Linked DNA regions of Mus musculus: regions 1, 2, 3, 4 and 6 are each linked to region 5. Evidence: chromatin contacts called from public HiChIP or PLAC-seq, capture Hi-C and promoter capture Hi-C data. All regions are on one chromosome and are shown on one strand. The core of a region is the stretch at or near the end of the contact, and the rest is flanking DNA. Distances in the headings are between cores, read along the strand shown.

What was found. Promoter capture Hi-C pulls out the DNA fragments that hold promoters and counts their contacts. HiChIP or PLAC-seq counts read pairs in DNA pulled down with a chosen protein or histone mark. Capture Hi-C pulls out chosen DNA fragments and counts their contacts.
Region 1: an H3K4me3 HiChIP or PLAC-seq map of bone marrow-derived macrophages shows a contact between it and region 5, with 8 times the contacts expected there. The contact joins the enhancer-like site here to the promoter of Casp3 in region 5. A contact is called at or near these places in 12 of 39 promoter capture datasets (the 3T3-L1 cell line, 3T3-L1-derived adipocytes, the C10 cell line and 9 more), 1 of 15 datasets of contacts at CTCF or cohesin (CD8 T cells), 16 of 484 Hi-C or Micro-C datasets (B cells, CD4 T cells, CD8 T cells and 10 more), 27 of 115 datasets of contacts at active chromatin or transcription factors (the 230-238 cell line, CD8 T cells, DN3 thymocytes and 20 more) and 4 of 9 other capture datasets (adipose tissue, embryonic stem cells, liver and 1 more).
Region 2: an H3K4me3 HiChIP or PLAC-seq map of bone marrow-derived macrophages shows a contact between it and region 5, with 9 times the contacts expected there. The contact joins the enhancer-like site here to the promoter of Casp3 in region 5. A contact is called at or near these places in 18 of 39 promoter capture datasets (the 3T3-L1 cell line, 3T3-L1-derived adipocytes, the C10 cell line and 12 more), 4 of 15 datasets of contacts at CTCF or cohesin (the NIH/3T3 cell line, large pre-B cells, pro-B cells and 1 more), 14 of 484 Hi-C or Micro-C datasets (B cells, CD4 T cells, CD8 T cells and 9 more), 32 of 115 datasets of contacts at active chromatin or transcription factors (the 230-238 cell line, CD8 T cells, the NIH/3T3 cell line and 24 more) and 3 of 9 other capture datasets (adipose tissue, embryonic stem cells and liver).
Region 3: a promoter capture Hi-C map of embryonic stem cells shows a contact between it and region 5, with 3 times the contacts expected there. The contact joins the enhancer-like site here to the promoter of Casp3 in region 5. A contact is called at or near these places in 13 of 39 promoter capture datasets (the C10 cell line, the HPC-7 cell line, cranial neural crest and 7 more), 9 of 115 datasets of contacts at active chromatin or transcription factors (bone marrow-derived macrophages, cardiomyocytes, embryonic forebrain and 4 more) and 1 of 9 other capture datasets (embryonic stem cells).
Region 4: a capture Hi-C map of macrophages shows a contact between it and region 5, with 2.8 times the contacts expected there. The contact joins the promoter of Helt here to the promoter of Casp3 in region 5. A contact is called at or near these places in 9 of 39 promoter capture datasets (the 3T3-L1 cell line, embryonic stem cells, frontonasal cranial neural crest and 5 more), 4 of 484 Hi-C or Micro-C datasets (bone marrow-derived macrophages and embryonic stem cells), 11 of 115 datasets of contacts at active chromatin or transcription factors (cardiomyocytes, embryonic forebrain, embryonic stem cells and 4 more) and 4 of 9 other capture datasets (adipose tissue, embryonic stem cells, liver and 1 more).
Region 6: an H3K4me3 HiChIP or PLAC-seq map of bone marrow-derived macrophages shows a contact between it and region 5, with 3 times the contacts expected there. The contact joins the enhancer-like site here to the promoter of Casp3 in region 5. A contact is called at or near these places in 2 of 39 promoter capture datasets (the C10 cell line and liver), 3 of 115 datasets of contacts at active chromatin or transcription factors (the 230-238 cell line and bone marrow-derived macrophages) and 3 of 9 other capture datasets (adipose tissue, liver and macrophages).

What each region holds. Positions count from the first base shown.
Region 1 is chr8:46,933,768-46,936,467 of GRCm38.p6, forward strand. No RefSeq gene overlaps it. Among named protein-coding and RNA genes, the nearest start is that of Enpp6, 52 kb to the right of the region's middle. Within about 2 kb of position 1,309, at least 83 of the 459 cell types and tissues checked have an H3K27ac peak or open chromatin away from gene starts, as enhancers often do. A contact at or near this core is called in the 230-238 cell line, B cells, CD8 T cells and 12 more, where this site is marked.
Region 2 is chr8:46,950,842-46,953,879 of GRCm38.p6, forward strand. It overlaps a transcript of Enpp6 not described here. Among named protein-coding and RNA genes, the nearest start is that of Enpp6, 35 kb to the right of the region's middle. Within about 2 kb of position 1,285, at least 10 of the 459 cell types and tissues checked have an H3K27ac peak or open chromatin away from gene starts, as enhancers often do. A contact at or near this core is called in bone marrow-derived macrophages and liver, where this site is marked.
Region 3 is chr8:46,250,284-46,253,065 of GRCm38.p6, forward strand. No RefSeq gene overlaps it. Among named protein-coding and RNA genes, the nearest start is that of Gm30880, 33 kb to the right of the region's middle. Within about 2 kb of position 1,473, at least 16 of the 459 cell types and tissues checked have an H3K27ac peak or open chromatin away from gene starts, as enhancers often do.
Region 4 is chr8:46,293,124-46,296,119 of GRCm38.p6, forward strand. It overlaps Helt (helt bHLH transcription factor), which reads right to left and starts at 1,548. Exons shown (of 4, transcript NM_173789.4): 1 at 901-1,548; 2 at 362-466; 3 at 45-141. The coding sequence starts at 927.
Region 5 is chr8:46,615,588-46,618,541 of GRCm38.p6, forward strand. It overlaps Casp3 (caspase 3), which reads left to right and starts at 1,704. Exons shown (of 7, transcript NM_001284409.1): 1 at 1,704-1,914. Primpol (primase and polymerase (DNA-directed)) reads right to left here and starts at 1,640. Exons shown (of 15, transcript NM_001001184.2): 1 at 1,547-1,640.
Region 6 is chr8:46,889,185-46,891,921 of GRCm38.p6, forward strand. No RefSeq gene overlaps it. Among named protein-coding and RNA genes, the nearest start is that of Gm39170, 60 kb to the left of the region's middle. Within about 2 kb of position 1,252, at least 46 of the 459 cell types and tissues checked have an H3K27ac peak or open chromatin away from gene starts, as enhancers often do. A contact at or near this core is called in adipose tissue, bone marrow-derived macrophages and macrophages, where this site is marked.

The sequences.
Region 1 (2,700 bases), core at 59-2,558, 320 kb after region 5:
TCACCTTGAAACTTACTCAAATGTCATCAGCCAAAGAAGAATCAACTTATCACGAGGCAGAGGCAAACTTCCGCATCTCAGCTGCTATGCTGAGGAATTTTTGCCATCTACTGTTCTCCAGGCTTGTTCTCCGTTCTCAAAACTCAGAGGATCTCTAAAACTATCCACAACATCCCCCCACTTGCCTCTCACCTATGAGGAAGCTATTTAAACCTTACCTGTTGGGCCCCTTCTTTGGGTTTTAAATTTTGTCAATGGCTCTCGTGCTTACGGATGTTAATATTTGTCATGAGTTTTCTCTCAGCTAACCCTGCATTCATTATAAGCACTATCAACTTCCTGATTCTATTTGTTTTCATGGCTGGGAAATTCAATATTCCCAAATGGCTGTCTTGGTCATCAGCCTCTGATACTTTTGAGAGATAGTAGCATCATTAGGGGATGGAGCCTAGTGAAAATAAGTTAGGCTGTTGTGTCCTTAAAGGGGGTCAATGTTTTCTTCTGTCTCTTTGCTCCTCAGCTCCCATGAGGCGAATCCCACTCCAACTTCTGCCACTTGCTTCCGCCCCCACATCCTCCGTCATCCTAGAACCAATGTGTGTCATCTACTTGTAAGCAAAGGCGAAGTGAAACTGCCAAAATTAGACAGCTCTGTGGGTGAAGGAAAACAGTTTATTCAACCACCAAGGCTGTCTCCTGGGATTCAGAGAAAACAGCATGGATATCGGCAGAGTCCTGCCAGTTAGAAGGAGACATGTTGCAGCGGGTGGAGGGTGGGTTAGCTGGAGCGGCCTGGGAACGAGCATGGGGCTCTGACCCACTGGGGAACTGTTTAAGTTAATAGGGAACTCAATGCAATTTCCGGAGACTGCAGGAGCTTATAAGAAGGTAACAGTTTTCATGGCAAGCAGAAACCCATTTTACAAGATTTCTAAGGAATGCTAAGTGTTGACCTGGCCCAAGTAAGCCTGAGCCGAACCCAGATTGTCATTTTTGGGGAGTCGAGACCCGACACAAATGTAGACTAAAAATCTCTGAAAGTATTGGTCACATAAACCTGGTGTTTACATTGATTTATCTCAGGCATTCTGTCACAGCAGCGGGACATGAGGCATCTCCCCACTGAGGCAGAGGGTCGGTGGCACCCCTAAGAGAAAATCCCGTCTTTACTTCTTCCTATGGATCCTTTGGGCATAAATTCAGGTCCAAATTAGGATTGGCGGATTGGCGTAAGGATCCACAGTGTATCATCCTTCAGGAGGTTCCCATTGGTGTAGATGTGGTCTGGTCTTGGTGAGGTCAGGGTAGCGGCTTTCCCCCTCTTTCCCCACTAGAGGGCAGAGTTCACATCTGCTCCCGGATCTCTGGGGTGGATAAGCCACAGGCTGCATCCCAGCCGCAGTTCTTTTCCTCAGTGCAAGGCAAAGCCCCAAGGTAAGATTTGTCCACACCTTTCTCTTGCTCCTATCAAGAAAATGGCCACGTGTATTGAATCCCATGAACGACTACACAAAAAAGCAAGTGATTCCTTGAAAACCAAGGAAGAATGGTAGAAAACTAAGCAGGTGGTGCAATTAGTGGGAAAAAAAATCCCGTAGGCAGGATGGATTTAACATCGTGGGAACGAGAGAGAGAGAGAGAGAGAGAGAGAGAGAGAGAGAGAGAGAGAGAGAGAGAGAGAGAGGAATGGAGTGAGGGAAGAAAGGGGCACTGTGGTTTCAGCATTTATAAATGACGAAGGTGTCATTTGCCTTCTCCCAATGCAGGCACAGGTGCTTGGGTGACACAGGACCCTTTCTACACCAGGGAGAGGGGGACCGGGCTTGGTGTAGACCTAGGTGAGAAGTGATAGACATCCCAAGCTCTGAGCAGTTGTGGCTTAGGAAAAAAAAAAAGCAATAAAGCAGCAAACATAAATTTACCTGGATCTCGAGTATGATTTAGAGGAGGGGGGAGGGGAGAGAAGAGTAGAGGAGTTGGAAGAGGAAGAAGATGGAGGGGGAGGGGGGAGAGGAGGAGGAGGAGCAGCAGCAAATGGGAAGAAATACAAGAAAGAGACAGCCCAGTGGCTGGGAGAGGACATCAGGTGTCTGGATGATTCTAGAACCCATAACCCGTCAACCAGCCTGCTTTCCTTTGGCCTTCATTTTTTCTCTATTGCGTATGTTTGTTTACGTGCTGTTCCCCTCATACCCGTGGGCACCAAGCATTTACTACGACAAGGATGGACCACAGGAAGTTCCTAACAAGCGGGTACTAGCATGGGCGAGAAAGAAGCTCCAGGAGGGCCAGATAGCTGCGGGGCAATCAGTTTAGCCAGAGTGCCAAACCCCTGTCCCAGACAGGCTCAGGGCCCTCCCCATCTGTTCCCTAGCAGCTCTGGCTCCTGCGGGACCAGCCACCAGCTTAGCGATGGCACTCACAGGGTTCCTGTTCGCTGTTCTGCCTTCGAATCTGAAAACACACTCCAGAGCTTTTCGGGTTTTTCTTAATTTCCAGCCTGATCCTGTTTTGGCTTTGGGGCAATACTGACACCAAGTGTTGGAATCTACAGGGTTGAAAGGAAAGTGAGACCGGGAAGGGACCCTCCACAGGATGGCTACCCACATTACTAAGTGAGCAGGGACGTTCACTGGATGGTGACCTGGGCCATGCTCCCTGCTGTGTGCACAGTGTGGACTCACAGCAGGTCCTTCCACA
Region 2 (3,038 bases), core at 35-2,534, 330 kb after region 5:
TTTTTTTTCCTACTATGGCTTTGTAATATACCTTGAAACTGGATCCAGTGATTCCTCCAGCATCTTTTGCCCAAGGCTGCTATGGGTATCCAAGATCTTTTTTGTGCTCCCTTATACATTTTATTTTAAATTTGTTTTATGTGCATTTGGTGTTTTGCCAGCATGTATGTAGGAATGAGAATCTCTTCTGCACTGAGTAAAAGCATCGCCTGTCAATAAATATCTGATGACCAATGAGACGAAGAAGGATTAGAAGGTGGGATATCTGGCAAAGAGAGGGGAACTCTCAGAAGGAGTCAGGAGCAAAAAAAATTCCTCATCTGGACTTGGAGGGAGTTGGACATAAGGAACGAGGAGAGGTAACCATGGCAGACATTGAATAGCATAAACAGGTTGTGTCACGAGCTTGTCACAAGCCTAGCTGAAGGCCTATGTGCATATTCATAAATAAATAAATAAAGCCTGTGGTGGCAATGGCAGGAGTCTTTGAAATCTCTAGGCCAGGCCCCAGTAACAAAACCATGTCTCCTAATTCTCCCCGAATAACTAACTGGAGACCAAGTATTCAAACTGCGACTTATGGGGGACATCCCAGGAACCACACTCACAAAGACACAAAGGGGTAAAAAGAGTTGAAAACTTTAAACATAAAGTTGGATTGGAATGCCCATTTGCATATCCCCTGTCCTGGTTTGAATTCCTCGGGGCAATATCAAACACAGAATGTTACATATTATCTATTTGGTCTCATAAAGGAAGATAGGGTTCACCCTGACCTAAGTGGGTATTGCACATTATGTGTAGGTTTTGAACGACAAGCCACGTTCTATGAAAGCGACAAGTGAATGTGAGACGAAGTTGTTTGCTATAATAAATACTCGTGACACAGTGGTCATAAGCCCTTAAAACTATGAAAACATTTCTACATTACAGAAAGCCCCTTTCTGTTAAGCTTTCTGATGACAAGACAGAAAAAATATCTTTGTAAATACCTACTGAACTACGCAATTTCATTGTAAGATGTAGGTGGCACTGTCCTGTGGGTCAGCTAAGGCCAATGTGTGTGGTGGAGCGCTTCCATTTCTGATTTCTGTTTTGGCTGTGAGTTCCAGCTGTGCTACGCCCTTCCAGCGTAAGGGAAGAAAGATGTAAAGAAATACTTTGAGAGCCATGTGCAGGTGTCTTATGAAACATAGCTCTGAAAAGATGGTTTTGAAGTTCCTTTCCACTCCTGTAGCTGAGCTGCTGCCATGAGAATTCTCACCCCCAGTGACCGACCGGCCCGTCTGACCTCAGACAACAAGCCGGAGTGTTTTAGTTACTGTCAAAATCTACTTTCACTTCTGGATCTTGTGAAATTTCAGGATCATAATCGAAATGTACGAAGGGAAAAAAATCCACTTTCAATAAAAAAATTATTTGGATAAAGGATTTGAGATACGATTTTCATCAGTGTGTGCTTTTTTATTATGCATAGTACATTTACTATTTAAATCACATTCTTGGTCTTTATTTTTATGGTCCACTTAAAATTATTGCTAATGACTTCTTGTGATCATAAACTGTTCTGGTCTTGTTTAGTAAGAATTGTGTCCTGCTTTTGTGGGTAAGGAAGTATGGACAGTATTTTCTTAGCTCTAGGAATCCTGATAATGTCTCCTTGCTTTCTCATGCAAGCAATAATATTGGCTTCCCGTAAACATTTCATGCCATACACCACGTTATGTTCAAAGTTCTAAATATACTTCCAGCGTCTCCTGGCAGTTATTGATGTGGGTCAAAAGGCTGAAGCCCACGGATTTTGCATTTCTCTCTAACTTTAAAAGCGTTGCAGTATTGACTTTGGAAAATAAAACACTTCTGAAAGAAACAGCTTTCATTTGAACTATAATTAATTTGCCTTGGGCATTATGGGGGCAGATATTTTCCATTTCAGAAAGTTGTTCTAATTTTTATGGATGTTGTTTTAACTCAGTTGTTCTAGATGGTTCTGTGTTCTCTGACATCTTCTCATCACTCTTCCTTGTTATCCAGTGCTGCACTTCCTGGGGCGTGGAGGGGGCGGGTTGCGCTCTAGTTAACGGTGAAGGACTGATTCCAGCTGATGGTTATGGGAATAGAGCCCACCTTGGCAGGGATGGGGCGGTGTTGATGCTCCTCTTCCAAAGGTCCTGAGTTCAAATCCCAGCAACCACATGGTGGCTCACAACCATCCTAACAAGATCTGACGCCCTCTTCTGGAGTGTCTGAATATAGCTACAGTGTACTTACATATAATAAATAAATAAATCTTTTTTTAAAAATTTAAAAAGATACAATGAAGACAGAAGAAGAAAAGAAGAAAACAGACAAACATTTAAATATATACAGCATACAATTTTGTATAAATAAATCTATTTTCTGTTCTATTTACATATTAGAATATTCCATGCATGTACATATTTAACATCTAAATGTTGAACATATGTTAAATGGCTTTTAAATACATATTTAAACTCTCTGTTGCTGAGATAAATACTCATTTTTTAACTCCACTGGTTTTGTTTAAAACACTTTAAACACTCCCCTACACCCCCCACTCCCCACTTCTGCATCCCTTGAATTTCCACTGAATTTACCTTTGAGTTAGTAATATGAACAAACTTGAGAGGTTTGGCTGACCGTGGCAGTGCAAGCTGTAGACAGTAGCTCGATACAAACCTAAGATGGGAAGAGAATCACTGCAATAAGCCTTTTGATATTTCACAGCTGGGATTAAGATTGTATTTTGGAACTATGGCGCCACCTGGTGGCCATTCTCTTGTTGCCGTTTAACATTTCTATTTTAGACCCCCACCTCTTTGGTAACTTGTACTTGAACACCCTTTGGTCAGGAACCCTAGTATACTATTAAGTAGCAATGTGTGGCCAACTGGACCTGGAAGGCCTCCGCTTGTTCGCTTGCTTGTTAGCACAGGTACCTGGAAATTCTGCAGGTCTAGGTAGAGTACGGGAACAGGGGACAGGAGAGACTTTACATCTTGGTTTTTCACAAGAGC
Region 3 (2,782 bases), core at 223-2,722, 370 kb before region 5:
AACATCTAGATTAGAGCTGGATTGACAGATGGGATTGTTAAACTGGGGATTGTCAGCTAAACCAAGTAGATGTATAGGGTAAAAAAATCACGTAGTTTCTAGGCCTTTCAAATAAAATCTGTATTTTAAAATAGCTGCAGGTCAAGCCTTTGTGGGCTAAAGCCTGCATGTTTGTCCCCCCTGCTCTCCATGTGAACTATAGGTCTGGGTGAGACAGGGGTCTGGTATAGGCCATTTCTCAGTTCTGCTTGCCTCTACCTCCTGAGTGCTGGGGTTAAAGGCGTGTGCCACCACGTCCAGTAAGTGTTTATTTTTGTTATCCCTCTATCTACTGGCTATCTAGTAAAATAAAGAAGCCCGAGGCTATCCAGACCATTTGAGAGTCCAGACAATGGAAATACTAAAATCTCTTGCGATCTCTTGACATTTAAGACATTAATTTTGCCAATATCTTCATTTTTAAAAAAAACCCTGTTTTTTACTAAATATCGTGATGTTTAAATCTAAATAAAACCTGAGGATTGATCATCATTTCTCAGGCAAAATGACAAACATTTATTAATTGGTATTGGTCACCTCACTGTTAAGAAATGAGAAGAAAAGGGAGTATGGTAAAGACAGCTTTAGTGTGACACCAAATATTGATTGTATTATTTTTACTCTAAGCTTACACAAGTGCAAAAGAGAACATCCAACCCAGACTCCCAAAGATGTTCTTCAAGTACTGCGCAGACACAAATATGTGATAATTTAATTCTTCACAGACCACTGGGAAAAGCCATTTCTTATTTCTTACCTTGTTGATGATGGCGTATATATAATTTGCCTTACAATTCTCAAGGAAATAATCCTGAAGATGAAAAGGTTTTGAGTTCGTTCTTTTCATTGCCTTGCCAAAGAAAACACGTTCTCTTTCCCCCAAGTCAGCTGCGTCTCTCCAGCCCTGCTAGACTATGAATAAACGCCTTGTTCGTTATTATTGCTGGTCACTCTTACTCACGCCTGTGATTCGAGGATTATGTTTTGATTGTTCTTGAGAGATGAAAACACTTTCTTGCTGGTGAATAAACACAGCCACTTTTTAAAATATTTATATGAGGACTACCCTTCAAGCCATTTGAGATGCCAGAGCTTTAGGAAGCTGGTTTTCAAAAAAAAAAAAAAGGCTCCTTCCCCCACCTCTGCTTTCTTTCCTGCCAAGCAGTCCCATTGAAAGGCTTTTCAGATTGACCTTGTTTAAGCAATCCCAGTGTTTTAGCGTAATGAATAACTTTTTAGCGAGCACAATCACACACAATTCAACATGCCGGTATTTCTATCTCTGTGCTCCACCAATGCAGGGATTCTGTGGTAGGATCTCTTTCTCTGAGAAAGCTGGGACAATCAAAACCCCGATTAACCTCTGATATTCACGTGGGGGCTCTTGATCGTGAGGACCAGCAGCAGTAACAAAGCGTTAATGGCAGCCATATGCTTAGGGCATTGTGGGTATGGGTGACCCAGATGTGAACTTGTGGGGGGTGGGAGACTAGCTGCTGTTTCTTTCAGGTTCGGTGAAAACTGATGAAGAGTTTCACTCGCCACTTGACAGATCCCCCCTGATGAAGATGGAAATGTCAGAGACACCCCAGCTCATGCCCACGTTTGAGTTCGCATTTTCTCCTTCCTTTGTAAATTTTTGTTCTTGCTTTTGCTGCAGAGAATGTGCCCCCTGAAAAACCACTCACAACTTCCCTTCCCTGATCCTATAGCTCACGTTTTAATATTTTATGTGACAAAAGATTTTTCAGAATAGCAGAGTTATTTATTTATTTATTTATCTTTAAGTAGCGTCTTTTCAGGTTAAGCCAAGGAAGAGCATTTTAAGATATTCCATATCTCAACTGCTGAAACAGAGACTTGGAAGGGATTAATGGATGCAACGAAAAGCATAAGGTATCTGCCACGTTGGGAAGAAATCCACTGAGAGTGTAGGTGCGTTCTCCCCAAATGTACCAAGTCTACAGTCTGTTATTTCCTGTCTTGTGTGGAGAATTCAAGGCAGGCGCACCGGACGTGAAAGCTCTCCAGGCTAGCATTGATCCACATCGCACACACCCCTGAGTTCAGCTGCAGCAGAAGTGATGCCCTTCATTTACGGGGCGTTTACTGTGAGCCCCACACACGTCATGCTAGGAGCTCTGTGTACACTGTGCAGTTCAGCAATCGAGCGATCTCTAGGCTCCGTTTCTCTGACGTTACTAATTGTCCCCTTCCTCTGCCAGACTGAATGATTCTCTTGCCGGAGTGATGTGGCAACGGCTCCTTCCTGAGCCATGTTTCAGGCAGCCGGGATGATAAGTTACGACTCAGACCTTCACTTACTAACTGCGGGCTTGATCCCTTCCCTAATGTGTCCTTGCCCGGGGTTTCTCCCCCACAAAATGAAAGTGTATACCGGAAGATCCTCATGGTTCCTTCTAAGTCTAGCTTCCCGGAAGCCATTCAGATTCTTAGAAAGAGTATGGGAAATCTAAAGAGGTCAATCGTGTACCTTTATAATGTTCTCATAAAAACAACTATTTTCCTGGTAAATAAAAAGTCACCACCCGATAAAATGGAATAATAAATAGATTTTAGAATCATCTGATTGAGACCAATATTTTAACCGAGTGTTTTCTGTGTTCTAAAAACCGCATGGTAGGGGCAGCAAGGTGGCTCAGAGCATAAAGTGATTGCCATGTAAGCCTAGCAACGTGAGTTCAATCCCCAGAACCCGTGTGAAAGGAGGAGGGAGCTGATG
Region 4 (2,996 bases), core at 298-2,797, 320 kb before region 5:
ATACTCTCCCCAGTCAGGTTTCCTTTGCCTGAATCAATGCCCACCTTTTTCCCTTCCCCGGGGAAAATCCGCGGAATGCAGAGCTCTGAGGTACTGCACTGTCATCTCCAGGATCTCCGCCTTCTCCAGTTTCCCGGAACTCTGCAAAAACCCCACAGGAGCTTAGAGGCGGCCCATCCACAGCAGACCCACGCACATGCTCTCTGTCTTCTGTAGGGGAGCAGCCAGGAAGATGCTGGCGTCAGAGAGGCTACTGCCGCCCAGAGTGGGGCGAGTTCTCTTAGGCCAGCAGCGTCTGTAGAGACTTTGGGGACTCTGCAGAGAGTGACAGTGGGGGAGTACCCAGCACCACAAACGTTACCTGTTTCGCCAGGGCCATAGGGACTGTCTTGCCCAGCTCGTTCAAGCAGCGGTTAATTCGGTCCCTCCTTCTCTTTTCTATCACTTTATGAGAAACCGGGGTTCTCTGTAAACAGAAAGTTTTGCATTTAAGATGGCTTCGCCCAAGGAGTCATCCAAGGCAAAGCTTCTGTGTTACAAGGGTCACTAATTCGCCAACCCGAAGAGACCCCTGCCCCGCCACACTAGACCAAGAGAGCTCTGTGTCCCCGGACTCAGAGCTCTGTGTCCGTGCTGGCTGGCTCTCTTGCCGTTCAACTTCCCTACACATCCCTGCCAAGGCCAAGCTAAGTGCCAAGGCTCTGGGACGTGGCCACCCGCCTCCCAGAGTGAGCTGTCTCCAATCAAGGACTCTCCTTCCAGTCTCTGTTCCCTTTCCAAACCACTCTGGATTTCTCCACACTTAAAGTTCTGGGTGGCACATCTTAGTCATCTATCCAGCCAGATGTCAGGTTAGTTGGTGAGTCACACTCTTCCACCACCAGAGCGCAAGGAACTCACTTTGCGTTCCTTGAGCCTGTCAGACATTCTGGTGTGCGTGCGCGCCCTCGGCAGAGGCGGTGGCGCGAGGCACTCGTCCACGTTCCACCTCGTGTGCCTCTTCAAGTGTTCCAGGTAGACTGCAGCCTCCCAGGTCCGAGGGGGCTCCCTTTATAAAGCAGCCATCTAGGACTGCAAGTGCATTCTCACGCGCTGAATTATTCCATAGGATTAGGAGTTCTGCGTTTGGAGCATGTATGCATTCAAGGTCAGTTTTAAAGAAGTTGACAAAAAAATTTTTAGCAGCCGAGGGGGGCGAGGTGGGGGCAGATCAGCTTTGTTAATCCACGTGGCTCTTCAAAGGACACGTGATTCGTCCAGGAATAACATTTGCATGGCAACAGGCACCTCAGGAAGAGGGGGCGAGAAACTGGAGCCGGCGGACCAGCGAGCGCCTGCACTCTTAGCCGGCGCAGAGCGCAGGGGCGCAGTGGCTGCGGGCACCGGGGGGCGAGGACCTTCACAAAACAGCGTCGCTTCCTTTAGTCCCACCGCTGAGTCTCACACGATCGCCTGTTTACAAATCCCAGCAAGCCCGCGGTCCCAGCGCCGAGTGCGTTTTAAAGCCTGTCCAGAGTCATTAAAGTAATTAAGTAAGCCTTTAATAGGCTGTTCCGCCGGGTTCAAGGGAGAGCTTCTGGAGACGGAGGCGCCCCGTTTGTTCCCAGGCTTTTCTCACACGACTTGGTGACACGTCCGTCTCCCCCCTTTTTGTTTACACCGCTTTATTTGTCCGGACATCCCGGCAGGTGTGGGGCTGCGGCTGGCACACGAGGCTCCCGCCTCGCTTCGCCCCTCCCGCGGGCCTTTGGCACGCGACTCTCTCCTCCCCCCGCCCCAGTCTCTGACCAAATCCTCTGCTTTCTTTTCTCCCCCCTCCGGCTCTCTCTTCGCGGGGGGAAGAGGCTCAATTTGTAGCCTATTATCCTATAGGAAAATGTCCATTGAAAAGTATGAATAGTTTCATTGGGCTAAATTTTAATAATGCCAAGAGTGGGGTGGAGGACAGACAGGCGGGTGTGTGTGTGTGTGTGTGTGTGTGTGTGTGTGTGTGTGTGTGTGTGTGTGTGTGAGGGGGGTGGGAGGATTGGGGCAACACAGAGGAGAGTGGGCCGAGAAGAAAAGGGAGAATGCAGCTGGCCCAGGCGAGCATTATGCGCCGTCACCTGCATGAGGGGGCGCCTACAGACCCCTATTCATTTGCCTAATTTTGGTCAATTTAACAAACTTCAGGAGAAATTATTGTGGCTTTGTCAGGGAGGGTGAAGCCTTCTGATCGAATTAACAGCATGTTTTGATCCGGTAAATGTCATTAGAAAGGGAGAAACAATCGCGCTTAGAGGGCTCTGGGTAATGCGCCCAAGTGGAGACGCCAAAGCGCACAGCTCACAAAGGGAGCAAGTAGCTGCCACAGGGAACTTTTGTACCCGCCCATCGCCCAAGTTTTGACACAAAAAGGCATTATTTCATACTTGAATACGTTTAATCCAACGATTGTCTATTTTTTGCAAACATATTTTCACAGCATTGTTAACTTTTTATGTCCCCCTCTCGCGGGCGCCTTTTCTTAACGTTTGGGGGCGGGAGAGCGCAGACACTTTGGGCATCAATATTTGTCACTGAAAAGGGTCCCGTGAAGTTAGGGAATTTGATCTCTTTTTTATGGTTTTAGAAAGCGAAATATGGGGGGGGGGGAGGGAAGAGACGGACAGAAACTCAGAAGGAAACTTACTGGACAGGCCCAGAGGGAAGGAGGGGGTGGCAGTTCCTGGGAACTCTCTCTCTTTGCTCGCTGTGTCTTTGCCTTGAGCCTGCTGTACAGCCCCAGACCTCTACCAACCAACCTCTCATTGCTGCCTCTGGGCATGTGGGGGGTGGTGGAGGGGGCGAGCTTTCCTTCATATAAAAACAATAAAAATGACCTTTGCTTTATGACTTTATTCCAGAGTCAGCAAGTTCTCATCTGTTCCCAATCTTTCTCATCTGGGAACAAGGAAAACCACCCTTCAAGTGTCGCCTTAGTCCCTTTGCCCCCCACCGTGGAGTAAATTCTCTCT
Region 5 (2,954 bases), core at 454-2,953:
AACTGCTGAGCCATCTCTCCAGCCCCAGAAGTCATTTTTTAAATATCCCTAAAACTAGTAGGAGGGATAAGAAACCCTATAACAGTATACTGTTTCAGGTGTTGGTTCTTTTCCTCCTCCCTGGTCTCCCACCCCAAAGAGCAAAACTCTACCAGATAAATGACCTTCACACCATTTTTACAAATGATTAACTTATCATGTAATTGCTATAGTAATTTAGCTTATGAAGGCTAAGTCTTCTTGCAGATGTAGGCCCTAAAACGTTTACCTATTATACTTCTAGTTCAGTTTTCTCGCCAAATGGAAGAGAGTGACCACGCCCCGCTTTTAGATCACTTCAGAAAGCCATCTTACTCCAGCTCCTGGAAAGCAGTCACATTGCTTTTCATGAATTCTTTCTCTCTTGAGGCCCAGAACGGCTTCAGGTCCCTCTGGGTCCCCATTTACAGGGCGGCTTCAGGTCCCTCTGAGTCCCCACAGTGAGGAGAAATTACAGGGCTTAGATGAAAACTATCACCTCCAGATGTTTTGCTCTAACGAACTTCTCTAGATGAAGTCAACATTAACGGCAGGAAACTGCTGAGGATACCTTATCTAAGGTATCACTTTGTTAAGAACGTTTAGCACAGGGAGGGGTCCGGGCACAAGGGGTTTCTCAATTAGACCCTTCCTTGTGAACTACAGCCTCCACGATGCACTGCGAGGGTTGAATGCATCCTACTGCTAAAGTCCAACAGAAAATGGCTGATTCTAACTTACTTTGGGAGGGATAATGATAGATCAATTTGTTTCTGGAATCTACATTTAACCACTATGGCTCTTCATGAGAGCAAACCACTTATCTTTTTCTTTCTTTTTTTTTCCCCCCCAAGACAGGGTTTCTCTGTGTAGCCCTGGCTGTCCTGGAACTCACTCTGTAGACCAGGCTGGCCTCGAACTCAGAAATCTACCTGCCTCTGCCTCCCAAGTGCTGGGATTAAAGGCGTGCACCACCACTGCCCGTCCACTTATCCTTTTAAAGCCTTTGATGGAACTGGAAAAAATAAAAAATGTATTATGGAAATGCAAGAGCTTGAATTCCACACGCAACGAACGGTAGACATCTGTGTGGCTACGTGTACGTCAGTCCCTTACATCCAACGAAGCAAAGGCGGTGAAGGCAAGAGGCTGCTCTCTGGAGTACATTTGTCCTTAAGAATATTCTGGGCCCCTGAAATTCGATGCTGATCGCTGTGCTCGTGTTTTCGTATATTATGCAAAAACAAAACAAAACAAAACCCACTTCCCAGAGTCAGAGTCTGAATGAAATAGGACGTAAACCAGTCAGAGATTTCAGTAAGGTAGTCAGGACCTCTCACTGAGGGAGCAAGAGGTGGACGGAAGTGAAGAAAGGCCTCGGTGCAATTGAGAGGAAGTAGAATTACCGAGTGCGGGGCACAGCTCTATTTTCTCCTGCCAGAGTTCTGACTGGCAGAGGCGCCTCCCTAGACGCCCATCTTGGCGCCCCCGGAATCAGGCGTGGCCGAAAGACCTCTCTAAAATTTACCTCAAGTGGCGCAAGTCGGCCGGAGGCGGCAGCTGGCGGAGCCAGAGATGGCGGGAACCAGAGCTTGAAACCCGCGCGAGGGGGCGGAGCCGGAGGGGGCGGGGCCCTAGGCTTGCCCTGGGTGGGCGGGGCCTGCGCTACGAGACGGGGCTCAGTCGGGGCTGAAACCACCAATCGCGACTGGCGTGTGCGAGATGAGGTGTTGGGGGGTGTGTGAGGGGGGATGGGGCGGGGAGGTAGAGAAGGGGCGTGGCGTGGGGCGTGACCGGCGGTAGTCTGCTGTTGCTGCTGCTGCTGCTGCAGTTGCAGTGTTGGTGCTGGTGGGATCAAAGCGCAGTGTCCTGCGGCGGGGAGCTTGGAACGGTACGGTGAGTGTCTGCTGCTCTCGCGCCTTCGAAGGCCTGTGTTGTCCCCCGGAGCTGGCGCTCTTTTGGCGGGTCTGCAGCTCCTTGGAGGAGGCGGGGGAAACGGGCAATCTGGGCGGAGGATCCTTTGTGTTGCCTCCAGGCTTGCTCAGGCAAACACTGAAGGCAGAGAAGCTGGAAACAGCGCCGGGAGCGCGATCCCGAGCTGAGAACCCAGACCCGGGAGGCCAAACCGGTGTCCCTAAACCTGGGTGAGCCGGTGCGGTGTCCCTAAACCTGGGTGAGCCGGAGCGGGTTCAGACCCCTCGAGCATGGCACACGGGCCGCGCTGAGGCTTAAAGGCGGAGTCAGGGGGGTATCTGGAGATCGCCCGGGGTACAGAGCTTCAGGGGCGGGAGGGGGTGAGGCCATAGTGTGGGGGTGAACCTGGAAGCCGAGTGGCGGGAGGTGGCGGGATCCTGGATCTGCAGGCCGAGGTGTGGACTCGGTAGCAGAGGATGGATAGGGGAAGTTCTGCCCTGGGGCCTGGAAGCTAGGCTGATGCTGACCTTGTGGCGGCTCTAAGTGACCCAGCCTCCCTCTGTTACAAGAGCATTTGATCTCCACCTTTAGTTTTCTCCAGTGCACTGTGATTTTTGGTTCTTGCGGAGAGCTGATTTTAAGCATTACTCCTTGAATACTCCAGCTCATTCCTTTGTTGGTCAAAGTCACTGTAGGAGCTTGCATTGACATCTCTTGAGCCATGCTCGGTTACTGTCCCTTCTTCGCGCTTATTAATTAGTCTGTGAAGTTCGACTTGAACAGCAGGGTCTTTACCTCATTCTCCGTTGAGTCACCCAGGAAACGTCCTTCTCAGGCACCTCTTGTGGACCCAACTTCTTCCGCCGTTAGTCCCCGAGCCTTGTAGACCTACGAGTCTGACAGATTTGTACCTGGCCCCTCTTCGGAGTCTTGTGGACTTTCTACGTGTCTGCCAGACTTGTGCCCACCTCAGGGAACTGAAGCAGCCTCCTTGCAGGTCTCTGTCTCCCGCCCAAGACCCC
Region 6 (2,737 bases), core at 2-2,501, 270 kb after region 5:
TGACAGTGATCTTTGGGTCACAGAGCCTTGTCTTTAGGGACAAGGCTTTGGGAAGCATTAAGGGCATTTGGAAATTATAAAGGACTTGGGTTAGGGATTCCTGATATTGCAGAAGGTGTCCTAAAACTGTAAATAAATACACACATTGGAAACTGTTAACAAAGCCTTGGCTCCAGGGGAGTTTGGAGAATTCGCTCACTAATGGTGTCAGAATGCACCCTTTCTCCTTAAAGTGATGGCAGTGTCTGCTGGTGGCTCTGGCTCCAGGGTGTTACCAGGCCATGTCCTGCTATGTTTTTCAGGTACAGCAGGTACCAGGGGGCCTCTGCTCAGTTCATTTGGTGAAAGCAAAGGTTGTGTGTGTGTGTGTGTGTGTGTGTATGTGTGTGTGTGTGTGTGTGTGTGTGTGTGTGTGTGTGTTGAGGGCCAGAGGACCTTGGGTATTATTCTTCAGACACCATCCTCTCCCCACACCTGTCTTCTTCTCCTTCCTCCCACCCTCTGAGCAAGGTCAGTCTCTGACAGTAGGCTAGGCTAGGCTGGCAAGCTCCTGGGATCCATTTGTCTTCATTTTCATCGTCGATAGGCTTCCACTGTGTAAGTGGTTGCTCGTGTGCAATAAAGCAGATGTTGTTCTCTGAAACTTCTCCGGAGTGGTTTATCGCTGTGCCTTTACCCCCAGGCATTGCTGTCTTGGTGGGTGTATGTATCCCTCCTGTAACATCAGCAGTCCCCAGCCCTAAACCAAAGCTACCCCATTCAGCTGGATTTTTGTTCCCCTTGAGGAATCTATCATTTGACACACACAGTCACAATATAGAAGGGTGTGGGCATCGGTCCCAAACCTAGAGGAACACTTTTTTTTTTGTTAGTTTTGCTGGGTCAACAATCCTAATTATGTGAAGATTTCAGCGCAAGTGAACTCAGGAGTCTTCATTGTGTGGGGTTTCTTATTGCTCAAGTTTACATGTTGGTCTGATGCCTATGGGTGAGTTTTATTGTTAAATTATGACTTCCATAATTTAAATCACATTAAAATATACAAAAAAGATGGAGGACAGAGCAAATTTTCTAGGTTTCTGGTTAAATTCCCAAGTTATCTAGAATCTTCTACCACCCAGAACACTGGCTCTAGGGCTCAGAGGGAGGGGTTAGGCTCCAACACCTCATTCAGCCCACTTGGAGCTGAAGGGTCCAGAACTGTGGGGAAGGTTGTTGTGGGTGGTGGCACTTGCTGTTCCACACTTGAAAGAGGAACTCAACTGTAAGGCAGGAAAGCGACATTTCAAAATATCTGTGATGTCCATAGAGGGTCACAAGGCAGTCTGCCTTTGGCATCTCCTACGAATCATCAGGAGGAATATCTTCTCTGGAACACTCGTCCCAAAATGAAGGGCTGGCTGCTGCCGCCAGATTTCAAACCTGCTGTCTTTCAAACAAGGGTGCTAAGAAGCAAGTGTGTGGGACTGTCAGGTTCAAGAGAGACCTCCCTTCGCTTTGTTGTTGTAGCTGCTTGAGCTGCTTGGTAAAATCTGGTTTTACCCAGGAAGCCTCCTGTAGGGGCAGCTTCCCCCAAAGCTCTGACTCCTTTGTTAGGGTGGCTCTTGCCTTTCACATTCTCCTGTCTTCCACCTCTCGAGTGACCCCTTTCCTTCCAAACAACAGCATGGTTCAGACTCACACAGGAAAAAAAAAATCTTGTTTCAATAAACCTTACAGAAAGTACATTGCTCTTAGAACTCATGCCTTCAGACCCACATCTACTGTTTCAAAAGAGACTAGTTTAGAATATCCATTTTGCATGACTGTGGATCTATCTCATACATAATCACTGGCATATATATATATATATATATATATATATATATATATATATTTTCTTTTTTGGTTTGAAGTTTAGTCATTTGGACCCTTCATTTCCCATTCTCATCCCTTTCCTCTCCCACCTAAACCTCTTTATCCCATAAGCCCTCCTCCTCCTCCCCCGTTCATGCCTTCCCTGTGTGAGGGCCAGTGGGTTTAGAGTTCCTTGCCTGAGTACAGGCGGTAGGGGGTTGTTTACCATAGCAAGAACAACTCATCAGAGGCTACACTTCTGAAGAAAGTGATGCTTCCGACAACCATTACCTGCCAACAACCCCTCAGGATGATGGAGCCCCACGAGCCCCTCCTCCATTATGATGAAATCCATTTGCTGGGCTCAGTCCTAGACGGGTCTTGTGCAGACATCCACAACTTCAGCGAGTTCATGTCTAGAAGACTTCTTTTTGCTCCATGCCACCCTGCCTCCATCTTCTGGCTCTTTTACTCATTCTGCCCAGTCTTCCACGATGTTCCCTGGAACTTGGCAGGGTGTCACAGCTGTCTGAGCTAGGGCTGAGCATCCCGCATCCCACCATCCTTATCGATCATCATGGATTTCTTCATGGACCACCATCCTCTGCTGAAAGAAGCCTTTCAGAGGAGGCTGGGCGTCACACTAACCCACAGGTATAAACACGAACATTTAGAAGGTGGCCTGACTACAGGACCATCCATCAACACAACAGTGCTAGGCCACCAGGGATACAATGTCCCTGTCACTTTATTATATAGTTACTGTTTAGTTGCTGTGGAGAGACACTACAACCAGGGCAACTTATATAAGAAAGCATTAAACTGAGGACTCTCTTATAGATTCAGAGGATAAGTCCATGACCATTGTAGGAAGCATGGCAGCAGACAGGCAGGTGTGGTG